Regions from separate parts of the Sus scrofa genome. Here regions 1 and 2 are each linked to region 3. Evidence: chromatin contacts called from public Hi-C and HiChIP or PLAC-seq data. All regions are on one chromosome and are shown on one strand. Each heading gives the region's core, a stretch centred on a gene start, on an enhancer-like site or on the middle of the called end of the contact. The rest is flanking DNA. Distances are from core to core; before and after follow the strand shown.

Region 1 (3,725 bases), core at 54-2,553, 140 kb before region 3:
AGGGGTCCTTGGTCAGACCTGACACTCCTCGGGCCAATGACGCTACCAAATCCCACTGACTGATGGCTTCTGGCTGGCCATGGAAGGCCTTTAACCAACGTGGCTACAGGGAATTTATCCATAGCTCTGGACCAATTTAAGGTGGGAGGAAAAACCCAGTCTGTTGAGAGGCTGGGAGCTGTCATATCCACATGCGGATACACAGGGAAATTTCTGCTTCCCAGAATAACTGCGGAAGGATGGAGTTTGGGAGAGGAACTCCCCGCAGGAAGCAGGAAGGGTGGGTTTAAGCCTTCACATCTCCAACAGGACCCCCTTCAAATTTTGGTTTAATTTCATCAGCATCACTGACATTTCATACTCAAAATTCTGAATGGGCAGGGAACACAGCATTCTAGCCTCTAGCCCGGCAGTATACTCGCTAAATGTTTAAAATACTATTTGTTGACAACCAGGTGGTTTTCCGTCACTCACCATGTGTGAGCTCTGGGCAGTTTCTCAGGACTTCCCCATTGCTCTATTGTAAACAGCTGAGGACCATTGGAACCTAGATGAAAGAACAAAGAAAAATAGACGCTTAGAGGGCTCAAGGCAGAGGAACATGGTGAAGGAGGGGATAAAGGAAAGGGAGGGGCGGGGGGCCCGAGACCCCCTCTGAGGCTGTTTAACAACGGGGCAAGCAAGGGGTCTGCACAACCTCATGACACAGACTCTGTGCCACTGTCAGACTGGAATCGCGCCAAGCTGAACACAACAGACGTGACAACATATGGACATGCGGACATCTACAGCCTTTCAGTCCAACCCGTGAAGTTTAAATTTCGAACTACTTCTGGGGGGAAAAAAATGAAACATGACCTTGAATATGCCTCATGGAGGGAAGGAGTGCCTTAAATATTCTGTTTACAAACACAGGAATGATTCTGCAAAATCCGGTTGTTTGTGAAGATATACCAAAAAACAAAACTCCCCCCCCCACCAAAAAAAAGAAAAGACCAATGTTAGGACTCTCTGCATGAAAACAAAAAAGACCCCCTCCCCTGCCCCTTCATGTAAAGGGAACTACACACACAGCTGAGAGGAGGGCACATTGCCCCATCTCTTCAGGGTCCGTGCAAAGTCCACTTGTCTAGGGGCCTGGAGGCACTCTTCTCGGGCTGCAGCTGATGCCTGGCTAGAGGAGAACAAAATCTAAAGGTGTCCTGCTCACCATAAAGCTCGGCAAATCCATTCATAGGTACTCGGGACGTCCCGGTGACGAACTGCAGTAACCGGATCCGCTTCTCGGCGTCCATCAGCAGCACAGCCTATGAACGGAGGCAGAAGGTCAGGTGAGCCCATGTGACACATGGCCCGTGCTGCTGTGATGCAGACAGGCAAAACAACCTCACTACCCTGCAGCCGAAGATCTAGACCATTGACCCTAAAAGCGGTTTCCTACGGTCACCACAGTACTGGCCTCTGTGATCTCAGAGAGCGAGAGATCACAAGGTCTCTTTCTTCTTCTGCCAACTGGTCAAAAGAAGTGGTGTTCAAAGCAAACTCACTAATGGCCCTGAGCTCAGGTTTCTGTATGAGGCTTGCCAGTGGCCCCCGGCCAACTATAAACATAGACAGTTTGAGAAGTGTTGACCCAGGGGGAACCCAGGTTATGTGGTGGGATTGCTGACTATAGACAAATTCTCTAAAGATAACATTTTATAAAAAGAAAGAAAAACAGAGGCCAGGGTAGCCTCTGAAATAATCTGTGTATCTTATGTATCTGAATTATTCTAAGAATCGAGTTGCCTTCACTGGTAAAGCCCCTTGAATTGAAATAAAAAATATTCAAACTTAAAGCTGAGCGAGACTTGGATGAGGATTTGGGGATTTGAAGGTTCTGTTTTTCTTTTCTCTATGTTTCGCTATTGGCACCTGAAGTATTATTAGTAACACAAATAAATAATCAGCTTTTCTTCCCTGTGACTATTCTTTCCTCAGTTTACCATCTCTCCCTTGGACCCACCCCCACTTTCTCTGTCACTTCTCTCCTAAGCTGAACAGGATGCAAACACTGGCCTTCAGAGAGCACAGCAGATTTTATCTGTATCTTTGATTGAAAGATGTAAAGATCATAATGTTTGTTGAAATTAACCAGGGGGAAAAAAAAAAAATCTGGGAAAAGGGTTTTTTAATCCAAAGTGGCATCTTAGAAAAGTCAGTCCCAAAGCATGTTTTTGCCCTGAGAAATCTCCCATTCTTGGTTACACTTTGGAGGATTAGTTCCAATTCTTGAATCTCGCTTTTCAGAATCATCCTCCTGAATGATATCCTCAAACAAAAGCATGTTAATCAGGTGGCTGCTTCAAGACTGCTGTCTACCACAGTTACAGAAGAGCAGCAGGATGGGCTGCTTTGGATTCAGCCGGCTCTTCTCTCCCAGCAGGCCAGGTGCCAGCAGCGCCCCGACTTCCAGCAGCAGGACCGTGGGAAGCAGCACAGGGCCCCCTACCCGACCCAGGAGGAGCAGCAGGGACCGGTCCTGGCCTTACCTTCCAGAACCACTGAATCACAGGGTGGTTTGGGCAGTAGCCATTCTTGTAAATAGAATGTTGTCGCCAGTCGTTCACATCCACATCACCAAGGCCGCACATCAGCAACTGGGAGGGAGATGGACCAGAGTTAAAGGGGGCACTCCTCGAAAGCCAAAGAAACACACGCAGAGATAAGGCCCTTCCTCAAGGACAGAGCCACGGTGTGTGCCAAGCAAGACAGGCCAGTGATGCACAGATACAAACGAAGGGAGGGACATGTGTTCCAAAGCCTCCCTGCTGCAGATCAGACAGCAGCGGTAACAGGGGCCCGGTCTAAAACCTGTATGGCTACCCATCTCCCACGGGAAGTTCCAAGGCCAGATCGCCTTCCCTGCCCGCTAATCTCAGCACCTCGCTCAGGGATCTTCTCACACTGCATTTACATCTGCTCATTATTTTGGCTGTTTCCCCTTCTGAGAGGTTACTTGTCTCAAGATGTGAAACCACCTCCCCACTCACAAAAGAACTCGAGTTTTATGACAGTAAGAACGCATCTCCCCCAGATCCATCGACCCAGGTGAGGGCGGCAAACTCATGTGCCCAGAGGTCCGTGGCTGCACCAGCACTAACGCAGTAATCGCTTCTCTGACTTACAATCTTAGGTCCACTTTTCTTATTACCGAACCCTCTGAAGGGCAGGTTTCCTGTGGACAAATGCATGATATTCCTGCAGAGGCACCAGAGTAAAATGCAAAAAAAACTAAACTAGAGGCTCGAAAGCTGGGTTCACAGGCCTGACTGTGCCAAAACCCTGCTGGGTAACCCTGCGAGGTCATTAACTGCTCCCGCCCTCAGTTTCTATCAAACCAAGGGCCTCTTCTGCATGATGCCTATGACGTCATCTATCTGGACTTTTGCCTCTTAAGGTAGAAGAACAGAAAGCCCATCTATGGGAACACGTCATTGGACGTGGTCTGGACAAATGGCAACGGAGTCCTATCAGATGGCCTCTTAACAGACACAGCCTTCCTTCTGCTGTTCCTTTCAACACAAAGGCAGAGAGATCCCTCTGCTTTTGAAATTCCCAATTCTCATCCACACCAACACCAAGCAGCTGGCACAAGCTAAGCTGGTGCACAAGGACCACCACCTTGCTGCTTTCGACCTGCCTTCTTACTCTACACAGCCCACTTCGAGTTCATCGAGACCCCT
Region 2 (3,788 bases), core at 658-3,157, 220 kb before region 3:
GTCCAAGATTCCAACACACTATTTCTGACTGAACCCTAAGCTCTTTCCACTAAAACTCAAATTTACAAATTGGCGAGATTTCCAAGTATGCTTAATGTGAGGGCCACCTCTAAGGCCAGCTGGTAAGTGCAATGCTCCAGGCTTGCAGGGGAGGCTGATCTGCAAGTTGAAGGCAGCCACATTCACCTGCTTTTTGAAGAGACTTTGCTGTCGTACACAAAAACCATGGTCTTGGAGTTCCGTGGTGGCCCAGCAGTTAAGGACTCAGTGTTGCCACTGCTGCAGCACGGGTTCAATCCATGGCCCAGGAACTTTTGGCCACAGGCAGGACCCAAAAAATGATCTTAACAGTTACTTTATTTCAATTCTGTTCAACTGTTTAGACATCCCTCTCTTTTCTCCTTCAGAATTAATTTTGCATTAAATAAAGTTCTACTGAAAAGCTACATCCTGTAGCTTCACGCACAGCTGACTTTGCTTCTGGGCACTAGTTAACAGCCGTAGTTATGATATCTCCCTGTAAATGACGGGTGTGGTTTAAAGTGCTGGCTCAGTGTTTCATAATGGTGTTTATTTACTCTCTGAGGCTGCTGGGAAAAATCTTTCTACTGTCATCATCATTGAGCCCAAGATAACACATCCATTTTCTAAACGATTCTCACATTTTGTAATTTGACCGAGACACTGGAATTAGGATAGGAAAATCCCAGACAAACTCAAGCTCAAGCATCACTTTCGCAGACTCTTAAAAAGTGACTCTCTCCCTGGTTGCCTTTGCTTGTTGATGGGATTGTGGTGAGTCCTGCAGGATTGTGGGGTGAAAGCTGAGCCCGGGATTTGGCCCTAAGGTCTGCACATGCCTGAGCCCACTGGGGTTCCTCGGAAGCTGCTGCCCAAATAACCAAAGAAGTCAAATTCTGGAGAACAAACTTGTAAGGCTGCCTTTTTCCTGCCTTCTACCAGAAACAACTGTAGACAACTATTATCCCCAACTCACTTTAACAAGCTGCACACTAGCATTTAAATTATCCTGTACAGACAATAACCTCGGTTGAATTGCTGGTAAATTATTAAACCAAGAGAGGTTTCCTTTTGAAAAAACCATATTCTACTTTTCCCACCATCAGTGACAACCAGTAATTGTGAGTCTTGGGGTAAAAGCAGTTCTCCAGATCAGGGACCTTTTGCCAAGTGACTCTTTAAAACTGAACTTCTATGCAGCTTAGCGCTGTAAATTTTAAATACAACTTTCCGTGAAACAAGATGTCCAAAGAGGGCTTTTGCAATTTGGTGGGTTTTTTTTTTTTTAAAGTACAGTCCTATCATAAAAACTATGTGAAGCATTTCTGCATATGTTCTAGTTGTTAGCAGCTTTGAAAGAATGAGATGAATTAGTCGCCAACTGTGAAAGAGGCTTTTAAAATGCTTGCTGGCTCCCCTCAAGTGCCGAGTCTAATTTGGCTCACAGGTGCACAGCAGACAAGCAGGGTTCTTTGCTTCTGACTAACCAGCCTGAACAGCAGTATGGCCTGCAAAATTTTTTTTTTCTTGGCCACACTCCAAAAAATGTCCAGGTGGACATTGCTGAGTCAGAGCATTAACCCTTCAGCTATCCTTTCCCGAGCCTTGGAAAGACAGTGCTCATAGGAATTGGAGACCCATGCAACTAAATTGCCATAAGATCTCACCCTCAGGCTTGGCTTTTGCCAGGGATGCTATTCCTTCATCCAGAGCTCAAGCTGGCTTCTGGGCAGCCAGGCCCCTCTGTGAACTGGTCACCTGCCAGCCGTGGGGAATACAGTGACCAGAGCCTCGCCCAACTGGGACAAGAATCAGGCAAGAGAAGAGGCAAGACCCAGGGAGCAGAGCGGAGCGCTGTGAACCCCTGGCCCAGTGTGAAAGTCCCGCCACTAGATGGCGTGGGTGAGATTAAGGCCAAGCCAGGGAAACGGAACAGGTGCCCACAGCCATCACCCTAGAGAGGCAGGAACAGAAATGGTATCTACTCTGGCAAGGAGATTCTGCAAAGGCCAGAGGCCACCGACACCCTGGGCATCACAGAGGGTTGCCTTCTTCCAGACCTGGGCAGGAGGGGAAGGTGAGACCAAACTTGCCCTTCCCCGCCTGGCAAAGCAGAAGAGCTTTCATACTCTTTGAATCCCTGGTTCCTGAGCCTTTCTCCCAAGCTCTCCTGCTGGGAAGACAGAAGCAAAAAGACTTCCATGTGCTTGGCTTCTGCCCAAGATGCCTGTGGCTCTACTGAACCAGAGTGGAAAGCTCCAGTAGCTGTTCTGTTGTGTCGGGATTGGTAGGCCCCACCCCGACCAACTTCCAGTGGCTTAATGGAGAGCAGTTGGGATAAGCATCAAAGGGTTAGATTGTGGGTGTGCCCATACCAACAGCTCCAGGCCAGTGGTTAAAAGTGTACAAACAATGCAGGAGTGTTTCCCTGGGTCAAAAGCCAACCCAGAAAATCTTCAGTCTTGAATTGGAAAGCTGCCTTTATGGAAAGGGGAAATCGTGTGTCTGGAGTCTGGCATTGAACTGAACAAATGCCACCTTGAACTCTCTCACTGAACTTGGCCGGCCCAGCCCACACCCGCTCCACCTCCCTTTGTGCAAGGGGTTTTTGCTTTTAATGAAGGGCAGGGAGCAGACCTAAGTCCAGATCAGAGCATTTCTGGGGAGAGATCTCATGGGATGGGCGACAGGCCTCCCTCCTCCAGCAGAGGGGGTGGACCAGGTGGACAGTGGACACCATTTCAGGAGCCATAAAGGGCACAAGTTGTGGGACCAAAGGCCCTGCTCCTCGCCCACCTGACTGGCTGCATCAGAAGCCTGCCTTCCCCATTAAAGTCCCGTAACACCCCTGTGCACATTTGAAAGGCTGTCAGCTTTTGCTGATGGAAATGGGTAGGAAAGTGTGTTTGCGCAGGGAGGGAAGTGATGCTGGGCTGGCATGACCCCTCCCCGCGCTTAGATGGTCCATCTTTTCTGAGGAGCCCCGGGTTAACACATCCCATCTTTCTCTCTCCCTGTAGGTGTAGGAATGAAGTTAACAGACGTTGGCATAGCAACGTTGGCTAAAGGGTGAGTAGAAACAATAAGTCAAGTACATACCAGGTCAACTCTGGGCAGATGCTATTAGGCTGAGGCCGGCAAAGGAGAGTTCTTGTCCTAACCGTGGATCACAAATGTTCTTGGGCCGCATTCAGTTCACTTCTCTCACATACCTAAAATATTTATGGACTTTGTTCTCCCAAGGAAACACATTTGTTTCCTAACTTTGAAACAAGTAAGAAATCTGTAAACCCATTTCAAGATTAATGACTACCAGGAGTGCCATGGTGGGGAAACATGCCAGTGTTGTTGGGATTTCTTTTAACGAGGAATATTCCATTTTCTACATTTTGTATCTTCACGATCAGAAGCTTCTTTTGAAATATGCGTCTATTTGCATTTGAGTGCCGTGAATTCAATTTGCATTTTTAAAGGTATTTTCCCCATATTTTTTCACCAAAAAATTCGTTAGGCGGCTCCCAGACTCCCATGGTGATGGTTGCAGGGGCAAATGGCTATGGAAGAGCTGTGATTAGTGACTTCGGTTGTTGGCAATGGTGGTGGTTTTCTAATGCACCCAGGGCGTTGCTTTGCTCCCTGTGGGGTGTGCCTGGTTGGCACTGAGGTAACCTTTGACCGGGTGTCTCTTTAACAAACTTCCCCTTCTCGCTGCTTTGCTCACCATTAGTAAGGAGAAGGCAGGCTATTTGTGGTCAGAGGTGAAAATC
Region 3 (3,902 bases), core at 494-2,993:
CCACAAATGGAACCAATACGTTGTGAGAACTCTGAAAACTTATAACTGATTATAACTCTAAGCATCCTTTCTACTTTACTGAGGTGTCAGACCAGGCGGGACATCTATGATCACAGGGGTTCCTGATGTTTCTTTTTCTAGGAATCTGATCAGCATTTTTTAGAATGACGTTGCATTTTAGATTTACTCACCACAGGATGTTTGGGAGGCAGAGACAGAGAAAATTACTCACGGAGGCAACCCTGGAATAAGGTCTAAGGCATAGATCATGAAATATAAGCACATTCGCAAAAGGGGGCTTGAATGCTTTTCCCAATCGGGAAATGTTTTTTGACGTTACTCAAAAACCAGACCGTAATCGATTTTTCATGTAAAATAGTAACGAAAATGCCCTTCTGACCAAAGCAGCAGATATGTGAAACATCAAAAACGCTTGGGGGCAGCCAGACTGTAGACGCCCAAGGGAATGTTTTCCCTCAAGATAAATAAGGCTGTGGCAGCTGCTGCCCGCACTTAACATCTCTGCCCGAGTGAAACACGTACAAAGTGTTGAATGGAGCAGGCAGTTTTGTTACGCCACCAAGTTTTGCTTTTGCTTCCTGAAAAAAACAGGTTTTCGCTTGAAAAAAGACCAGCTTCCCGCCAACTGTTTACAAATTTCTCTAAGTGTACAAAAATACAAATATGAAAATAAAAACTACTGTGCACTAGATGAAACATATTCTCTAAGAAAAGCTCTTTATTCCAGAGCTTTCATTTCCAAATTTGAAGAAATCTGTTTTCCACTGTAATAGCCCTTGGAAGTTGGAACAGTCTTTGTATGTAAACTACATAATTTTTGGTATGTTCTACTTGTTTTATAATTACATGAGGAACCTCAAGCCAAATGAGACTATAATTATATAAATCCATTTGTCCTCAACATTAACTGCAAAATGATTTAAATTTCTGATAACATAACTGAACAGTTGTCCAAACTTTTGGAAATGTGTTTTGTCAATCTCCACGTGGTAGGTGGTCCAAATTCAGCATGGAGCTGTGATGTCTATTGAAGCCTACACCTGTTGTGATGGTACGTTCTTGGGCTGAAGGTTAGCAGCTATTATCAAAATGTTATGGAAATCGGTACCCCTGCATAAAAATGGTATCACTTCAGACCAAGACAATGCACTCAGGTATCTTCTAATAAAGGAACTAGAGATAACAAGAGAAAATGGCTTGTAGAAGGGAAAAGAATAAGAAATAGTTAGAAAAATGTAATGTTTGCAATTTAGCATCTGATTTCACCTTCAAAATGGTGAAAACCAACGATGGAGCACTGATGAAGTTTTACTCAAGTGGCCAAAAATATTCCTCAACACAAAATAATAAAAGACACTATAATCCCACAATCATACTCAGCCAACCACTTTGAAAAGTCACAACTGGTAACTAAAACCCAAACAAAAAGTCTCCTAGACATTTCACTGTCATAGCCTCAAACCAGCAATCACAGGGAATTCAAGGAAAAAAACCCATTCAAAACACAAGGAGCCTGTCCTTTAAAAATAAAGCACTCAGAGCCTAGTGCCTAGGGATTATTAGTAAAAAAAAAAAAAAAAAAAAAAAAAAAAAAGCTAACCGATGGAACTTTTCATCCCATGACAAACTATGAAAGCTGCAGAGTCATCATTTGCCTGCTGGAGTTAGCAGCTGTCTTTCTGTACTCCATTTCACTGAAAGGGAGAGAGCAAGAACACAGGAGCAATAAAGGCCAAAATCTGTTGCAGGGCGTCTGATTCCACAGCTGGAGACAGGGCACTTACTATTCTATATACAGCAGCCCCGCTTAGACACTCAAGTGGGCCGTGTTAAATTGCAGGACTGTGCAATCTGACCATTAACAAGTTCCCAAATCAGTTTCGCCCTGCCTGGGCCCATAAGCCAAACTGCTTGAAAAACACATTTCCTCCTGTCCCACAAATGTGACTCCCCTTGTTCAGTATTACTTAATGGGACAAAATAACAACAACAACAAAGACCATAACTTACATAACAAGGGACAGCCCTCCACAGCTAAAAGGCCATTAGGAAGAACTGGTCAAACTTCGCATACCCTTAATTATTAAGCGACTAGATAAGTTTAACACAAAATTTTCTCTCTCTATTAGAACTGATAATTTTTAAAAAGCAAGTGTTGTCAGAGGCTTCATATGCAAGCAGCTTTTAAATGCACTTCCAACATCAACATGTTGGGGCCCTGCAGTTTCACTTAAAAAGTGATATGTTTTAAAAATTCTTTTATTCAGAAGGGAGGAAAAGAGCAGAAGGGGTTGTGTCTGGGTTTTCAAAACAGAGCTGTCTGACTTTGAGGACCTAAGGAAATGATATTTTCTGAAATGCTAACTAGTTTCATGGACCTCTACCAAAGGCTGGACCACAAATCATGGTCCCAGAACTCGGCCAAACATTAAGTTACTCTGGCCAGAAGCAAGGAAACTCCCAGAAGGGAGGCGGATGGAGTTTATTTTAATTATGCTGCAGAATCAGTCGGCTGAACTTGAATCAGTCCCTGCCGACAGGCCACTGCAGGGAAACGCACACTAACTTACCGGGGCGCTGGCTCCTGAGGAACCAGGGCAGGAGGCGTTATTCTCCTCGGGATTCTGAGGAGCTTCCTCTGGCCCCCGAGTCACAAGAATTCTGAAATGCTGCTGCCCCGCATTTTGATCTTGCCTGATCTTAAACGTGCAGCCCTGACCCTGCGGCGTCCTTTCCACGGAGTTGGTCCTGTGGATTTCGGGAGCCACCCTGCGGCCCCGGGGTGGTGTCTCCGGATGGCCGTGCTCTTCTGTGGGGCTCCCGCGCTCTGCTCGGGGCTGCGTGGGGTACGAGGTGCTCCTCTCTAGCCGGATGCGGGGATACCTCACCAACCTGTCCCCCTTGGTGCCGGTGAACCCGAAGTTGAAGTCACCACCCAGCCCTGGCACACCGGGTTGCGGCTGCTGCAACTGGAAGACAAAACACCGCTTCCCAGAACTTCCAGAAGCATCTGGAACGTGCTGCAGGGACCAGCGCCTGGGCTCCTGCGCCGACGAGCTGCTTGGGCCGTCAGCCCCGAAAGGCGTCAGCCTCACCTGGCGCACATCCGCGCTGGAGGCGCGGTGCTGGATGCGGAGTCCTCCGCTGCCCTCGGGCCCCTGGGCGATCGAAGGCTTGGCCTCCTCGCGGCCATCGGGGGCTGTGAGGCCGGGTGCTCGTCGGCCACACGTGCCGTTGACCTGCGGGCCTGGAGCCCTGGCGGCCCCGGGAGAGGGATTCTCGAGGCTCTTGGGCTCCGGGGTCTCAGAGCAGCCGCTCCGAGGCACTGAGCCCGCGTCGCCGTCCAGGCCCTCGGGGGGCCCGCACCCGTCGGGGGCCCCGTCGGCAGCTTTGCGCTGCAGCGAGATCTGCACGGATGAACTCCGGGTGGGCCGCGTGTCAACGGGGCTCAGGAGCTGGGGGATGAACATGGACGAGCTGCGCTTCAGCGCGCCCACGCCTGCCTGCAGGCCACCTCCGCCATCCTCCGCTCCATGAGAGGCAAAGGGGTGAGGGCCGCTCCTCCGCGGGAGCGTGTGGAATGCCATGAAAAAGTCGTCTTCTCTCTCCTGGTCTAGGATCTCTGATTCGGGGGCTGTGTTGCTGCGACCAGAGCCAAAATGAAACCGAAGCCGATGGGCCATGGTGCCCAGAGGGCCAGGGAGGGAGAGGGCGAGCGGCAACAACAAGCCCGGCGCTGCCAGAAGTCAAAAACCAAAGACACAAACTCCAAGAAAAAGTGTCCCATCTGCCAAACCTTTAGCACTGCGGCACTAAGAGCGACAGATAGCAGAAATAACCCAAGTGGCAAGCGGCATTCCAGGCATGATTGGATAAGAGCA

What was found. A called contact is a pair of places that touch in the nucleus more often than the background predicts. HiChIP or PLAC-seq counts read pairs in DNA pulled down with a chosen protein or histone mark.
Region 1: a contact with region 3 is called in a Hi-C map of skeletal muscle, with 6 times the contacts expected there. The contact joins two enhancer-like sites. A contact is called at or near these places in 2 of 47 Hi-C or Micro-C datasets (heart right ventricle and skeletal muscle) and 1 of 2 datasets of contacts at active chromatin or transcription factors (skeletal muscle).
Region 2: a contact with region 3 is called in an H3K27ac HiChIP or PLAC-seq map of skeletal muscle, with 3 times the contacts expected there. The contact joins two enhancer-like sites. A contact is called at or near these places in 1 of 47 Hi-C or Micro-C datasets (fetal skeletal muscle) and 1 of 2 datasets of contacts at active chromatin or transcription factors (skeletal muscle).

The regions. Positions count from the first base shown.
Region 1 is chr1:162,373,743-162,377,467 of Sscrofa11.1, forward strand. NEDD4L (E3 ubiquitin-protein ligase NEDD4-like) reads right to left here. Exons shown (of 32, transcript XM_021073866.1): 29 at 2,532-2,639; 30 at 1,211-1,307; 31 at 475-547. Among named protein-coding and RNA genes, the nearest start is that of MIR122, 46 kb to the left of the region's middle. Within about 2 kb of position 1,304, at least 10 of the 83 cell types and tissues checked have an H3K27ac peak or open chromatin away from gene starts, as enhancers often do. A contact at or near this core is called in skeletal muscle, where this site is marked.
Region 2 is chr1:162,288,019-162,291,806 of Sscrofa11.1, forward strand. ALPK2 (alpha-protein kinase 2) reads left to right here. Exons shown (of 14, transcript XM_001925970.7): 13 at 3,042-3,090. Among named protein-coding and RNA genes, the nearest start is that of MIR122, 40 kb to the right of the region's middle. Within about 2 kb of position 1,908, at least 20 of the 83 cell types and tissues checked have an H3K27ac peak or open chromatin away from gene starts, as enhancers often do. A contact at or near this core is called in fetal skeletal muscle and skeletal muscle, where this site is marked.
Region 3 is chr1:162,509,853-162,513,754 of Sscrofa11.1, forward strand. All of the region lies in intron 5 of NEDD4L (E3 ubiquitin-protein ligase NEDD4-like), which reads right to left. Among named protein-coding and RNA genes, the nearest start is that of MIR122, 180 kb to the left of the region's middle. Within about 2 kb of position 1,744, at least 17 of the 83 cell types and tissues checked have an H3K27ac peak or open chromatin away from gene starts, as enhancers often do. A contact at or near this core is called in fetal skeletal muscle and skeletal muscle, where this site is marked.